Linked DNA regions of Mus musculus: region 2 is linked to region 1. A link is a contact called in public promoter capture Hi-C data. All regions are on one chromosome and are shown on one strand. Each heading gives the region's core, a stretch centred on a gene start, on an enhancer-like site or on the middle of the called end of the contact. The rest is flanking DNA. Distances are from core to core; before and after follow the strand shown. Region 1 holds the start of Anpep (alanyl (membrane) aminopeptidase). Region 2 holds the start of 3110040N11Rik (RIKEN cDNA 3110040N11 gene).

Evidence for each region. Promoter capture Hi-C pulls out the DNA fragments that hold promoters and counts their contacts.
Region 2: a promoter capture Hi-C map of liver shows a contact between it and region 1, with 5 times the contacts expected there. The contact joins the promoter of 3110040N11Rik here to the promoter of Anpep in region 1. A contact is called at or near these places in 2 of 39 promoter capture datasets (both in liver).

Annotation. Positions count from the first base shown.
Region 1 is chr7:79,846,886-79,849,585 of GRCm38.p6, reverse strand. It overlaps Anpep (alanyl (membrane) aminopeptidase), which reads left to right and starts at 1,376. Exons shown (of 21, transcript NM_008486.3): 1 at 1,376-1,441.
Region 2 is chr7:81,788,128-81,790,827 of GRCm38.p6, reverse strand. 3110040N11Rik (RIKEN cDNA 3110040N11 gene) reads left to right here and starts at 1,373. Exons shown (of 5, transcript NM_026077.4): 1 at 1,373-1,473; 2 at 2,252-2,378. The coding sequence starts at 1,444.

The DNA of each region.
Region 1 (2,700 bases), core at 127-2,626:
CCTCTAAACCGGAGTTCCTACAGGTAAGTAGAGGTATGGGGTTCGACAGCTCAGGGTCTCCCTTGGAACAGGGAGATCACCTTGAATTATATGGGTGCATCGCATGGGAGAAGCCAGTCAGTATCAGAATGACAAAGCCGAGAGTTGAAGCACCGGTCACTCCTCGCTCCAAAGGTGGCCTCAAGCCAAGGAATGTGGGTGCCTCTAGCCATCGGAAAAGACAAAGATGCTCTCTCTTAGAGCTTCCAGAAGGGAAGCTTCCCACGGACACCCCGAGTTTCAGTACAGTGAGTCTGATTTATAAACAGTATGAGAATAAGCATGTGTCTTTTAAAGTTTGTGTTATTATAGCAGCAATAGGAAACTAATAGAAATGGTACCCTGAATTGCCAATAAAAAAGATGCCCAGGGAGGGAGTGCCCTGGAACACACAGTATCTCGAAGCGGAATGGGGACAAGAAGCATAAACTCCTGGATGCAATCCTTTATTTGCTAGAGGCTTCTAATAACTTTGACTTCTTGAAGACAGCCTAGGTGTCAAGAGTTAGCCAGAGCTTGGCCTGGAGAGGCTGAAGTCAAGGTCAGTCTGGGCTACAGTGAGTTCAAGGTCAGCCTGGATGATTCAGTGAGCCCTTTCCTTTAAAAAGAAATAAAAGAAAAAAGAAAAGGGCTGAGGATGTAGCTCACGGCTGAGCACTTATCTAGTACGCATGAGGCACTGGACTTAAACCACAGTACTAGAAGAAAATAAGGGAGGGAGGGAGAGAGGGAGAGAGGGAGGAAGGGGAGAAAGAGAAAGGAAGAAAAAGTTAGAATTGGTGGATGATCCAGGCTCATGGAAAAAGTGTAGCAGTGAAGCAGGATTGTTGCTAGTTTGAGCTTGGCCTGGACTACATAATAAGTTCGGAGGAAGAGGAGGAGGAGGAGGAGGAGGAGGAGGAGGAGGAGGAGGAGGAGGAGGAGGAGGAGGAGGAGGAAGAAGAAGAAGAAGAAGAAGAAGAAGAAGAAGAAGAAGAAGAAGAAGAAGAAGAAGAAGAAGAAGAAGAAGGAAGAAGAAGAAGAAAAGATAATCAGATTAAGTTCTGTGGAAAGCCTCCAGAACTGTGGGGATTATCCTGTAAACTTTTGAGGCTGTGAGCCCCTCCCTCCAGCTGCAGATGTCTCCCAGATGTGGTGGGCGAGACACTGGGACAGCGGCGGCGCGAAGTGTGGGTGGGTGAGGGCGAGAGGTCTGGGTCTGGCGCGCTGGGGGCCAGGGGCCGCACCGTCGGGGGAGCGGCTGTTTGCGTGCAGGCGGGGAGGAGCGCGGGCGGAGCCGGGTGGGGGGGGGCGGGTGTAGTTCGGGCGGAGCGGTGGTGGGCTCGGGTTACTTCCCTTTAACCCGCCAGAGCAGGCGGGCGGAGGCGAGGCAGGAGCAGCTCGGAGAAGCGTGCAGTCCTAGGCAAGTGTGGGAAGGCAGCCATGGGCTGCGGAAGTTTGGGGACACCGGGTGTGGGGCTTGGCATCTGGGGTGCGGGAGCCAACTGAAGCTTCTGCCCCTACTCAGATGGGTAAACTGAGGTCCGGGAGCTGCCGAAGCTGTTGGAGTGAGTCCCCGAGGGTGCCAGCGGCTCTTGGCCTCCAGGTGTCTGCAGGGCTCCGAGGGAAGCTCCGGCCTTGGTGACAGAAGATGGCCAGGCCTGGAGAAAAAGGGGTGGCTGGAGCCCAGGAACGGTAGCTGGAGTCTGGTGGCCAGACTCAAGGGTTAGAGGGCGGGTGGTGAGGGACACATAGAGGACGGAGCCAGAGATGAGAGGATACAGAATGGCTGAAGTATAGAGGACTAGGGATGGCGCGAGTGGAACAGAAGGTGCACGCTGACCCCTGGAAGTCACGGAGCAAAGACACATGTTTCTGCTCTACAGTCCCAGTCGGGTTAGAGCGGCGGCCCTGGCCCTGTGCCCCAGCCTCTGTGAGGAGACGGGAACTAGACTTTATCCTAGACCCTCGGTTGCTGTGCTCGTCCCATGCATAGATAGGCATGCCTCCTGGATGCGCACCAGGATTCTGCTGCGGTGGCCTCCAGAGAGCAGAGCTGGTGGCAACCCAAGCTTTTTCAGCAGAGGGGTCTTTCCAAATAGACTACCTCCAATAAGGCAGGCTGCCTGCCCTGGAGAGTCTGGGCTTTGGTGACTTAAAACCCAATCCTGCTCTGAGGATACCAGTGACATGTGCTGTTGGGAGATTTCAGGGCACTTCTGTGACTGATGGATCTGAGGTCTAGGGATGTCAGGACCTTGGCCAGTTTATTTGTGAAAGTAGAACTTGGAGCAGGTGGCCTCCCACCTCTGTCAGCGTGGGTGGCTAGTAAGAAGGAGGTGGCCCGGCACCAAACAGGAAGACTGGCCACAATTCCCCATGGGGAAGGGAGCTTTTCCTACATGTGACAGGCCAGGTACAGGAACTAGGACTGTGGCTACGGTGGATTGTGGAATACCTGAGCAATGAGCTGTATAGCTTAGGTTGGCTTGGATCTCTAGGCAATCCTCCTGCCTCAGCCTCTGGATTTGATTATGGTACTCTCCCCCAACTCCACAGGATTTGAACCTAGGGTCACATGCATACCCTGCAGAGTTCCTGAGGGGGCCGCTGCAAGGTGCTCGCCCTTCAGCCCAGAATCCCAGCAGGCTGGTAGCCACTCACCTCAGGCTGAGGGATCCT
Region 2 (2,700 bases), core at 124-2,623, 1.9 Mb before region 1:
GCCATTTGGATTACAAACCCCTGTTCTTTCCATTGGGGCAAGTGGCTGTGTGACAGATTGACCTGAGGCGGGGTCCTGTCCTTTCTAGCTGGTGATGAGGTACTCTAGAGGTACCTGTGGAGAAGGCTGACGGTTCCTTAGAGGACATTGCTTCCCCCTCCTTTGCCCATCCAGGCACCATCAGAAATACACCAATCCGTGTTCCTCCCCTGATAAAAACTGTCAAGTCTCTAGAGCAGTGGTTCTCAACCTTCCTAATGCTGCAACCTTTTAATACAGTTCCTCATGCTGTGATGACTCCCAACGGTAACATTACTTTTGTTGCTACTTCCTAACTAATTTGGCTACTGTTATGAATCGTAATGTAAATATTTTTAGGGCATCATGATTTCACCTCAAAATTCATCAAATTACTACAGTATAGTTTTGGCTCCACTTTGTGCCTCTATTTGTAATGTATTTCAAAAAAGGTGTGGTGTGGTTTAACACCTGAATCACCTGAGTCTTAGGCTTTAGCCACTTTCTCACAACACACCACTTAACGTGTCATGTGGAAAGGGTGTCTCTGGGAGAGTAAAATGAGACATCCCATTCTGATCCCAACCTTTAGTGGCTGTTTTCAGCACTCACATTCCAGTCTCACCTGTTTGTGAATCTGAATGCTGTCGCCCTTTGACATTTGTCACAGTCTCTGTCCTCCTCCTTAACTCCCCTCTCACTGGCACAGGTCACTGATAATTTGGTTATGTATTCAGGTAGCTCCTTAACTATTCCACTTGGATGTCTCCAATCATTTCAAACTTAATGTACCCTGAAAACTCCCCCTCGGACTGCCACAACTGCTAGCCGTAGACTCGGGCATCTTCAGTTAATCTTTTCCCCATCTCAGATTATTCAGGTCCCAAAGATCCTCAAAATGGTAACAAGCCATCTCCCATTTAGGTAGCAGATCTTCCTACCTCTGGGCATATACCATCTATACATTCTAACCTTATTGGACAAGGCCAGTCCCTAACTTTAGCACTTGCATTGATTTGCCTCTGCTTCAGTTTCACGAACGGTTGTATTCAACTCCACAGTGGATCTCCTCTCCTTGCGCACTGCCCTGTGCGAATTGCCATGGTGCCGCGTTGGGCAGGCGAGCACCGAGGCTGGCTGCTCTTGCCAACCCTAAGGATAGGTGACAATTTTCCCTCTGCTGGCAAAGATGGCTCACCAATGGATCACACCCTGAGGCTGGCAGGTTGCAAAGGAAGGAAAACAGTGCCATCTCGGGGCGAGGTGGCACTCTTAGGTGCCGGCCGACGCGCCTGCCGCTTCCGCCCATGACTTGCGCAGGCGCACAGAACTCTTCCGCCACGCTGGCGCCTGCGTGGTTGGGATGCTGCTGCTTGCTGTAGGTCGGTGTGCTTGGCCTCTGTTAGACTCCTGTGTGGTTCCACAATGCCTAAGAAAGCCGGTGCGACAAGCAAGGCCAGTGGCAAGCCTCGTGTTGTGGAGAGGGTGGGCCACGGGGCTACACTGGCGGGGAACAGACGCAGCGCCTGGAGGGCGGAAGACCTCCCTTCGGGTCCAGGTCTGAGACTTCCTGGGTCGCACATTAGCTCGCCCTAAGGATGAGTAGGCTCCACTGCGCACCCGCTGACCACCGTCTTTGCTCTCTCACTCTGAGGGTTACACTTCCCGGCAGGCTGTGCGTTCTGCCTCCCTATGGTGGCTGATCGCTTCCTTCTGTCAATGAGACTGCACTCCCTCCCCTAATATCCCTTTGTTTTCTGTCGCTGTGATCCCAGCCCCTTGAAGTCAGGGAGTTTGAATCCTTATTCCTCTTCATACCCGCTGTCCGCATACTGCCCTGGAAGTTGTTTTCTGTTAAGTTGTTAGATGGCATTTAAATACCAGTCGTCGTTCTTTCTGCAATGGACTCCTCACCCACTCTTGAGCGTTAGGATGCATTGGCTATAAAGATGACTAATAAATGCCCCTTCTCTTGAGAAATAGAAACGATAAAGTAGACTGTGGGAACAAGTCCTAAGCTAGCCAAGAGATCTTAAGTAGAACACATACCTACACAGAGACAGCCCCACCCCACCCCCCTCTCTGTCTCTGTATGTTGGATCATGAAGGGATGTGGGAGGAGCACGGTGGTGGCTAGTTTCTGCATGTAGGCCCAGTTTAGTGAAGGTGAGGGTAGTGATGGCTCAAAATAACTGAAGTATTTTGTTACCTGTGAAATTGTGTGTCATTTTAGGGTAAAAACCAAACCAAAGAACCAGAGACAGCACCTCCTGCTGCAGGGCCTGTAGCAACTGACCCTAAAGGTTTTGTCACCATAGCCATTCATGCCAAACCTGGCTCCAGACAGAACGCTGTGACAGGTACGTCTGAGCACTGGGTGGGATTTGGATGTGGATAAAGCAGCGTTTTCATCTTATTTTTGCCTTGTTATCTAAAAGCTTATCCTGTAACTGTAAATGGTATTTTTTATGTCTGCGTTTAGAAGCTTCTCCATCTAAACATTCTATAGTCTCATATAGAGGTATTTGAAAGAAAATGTACAATATTTAATACCAAATCAGATGGAATCTGTGTATCTTTTCCTTTTTAAAAATGTGGTATTTTGTAGATGGGCCTGGTCATATATGCCAATAATTCACAAGTACTTAGTTAGGAACTGAGGCAGGAGGTCAGCTAGACTAC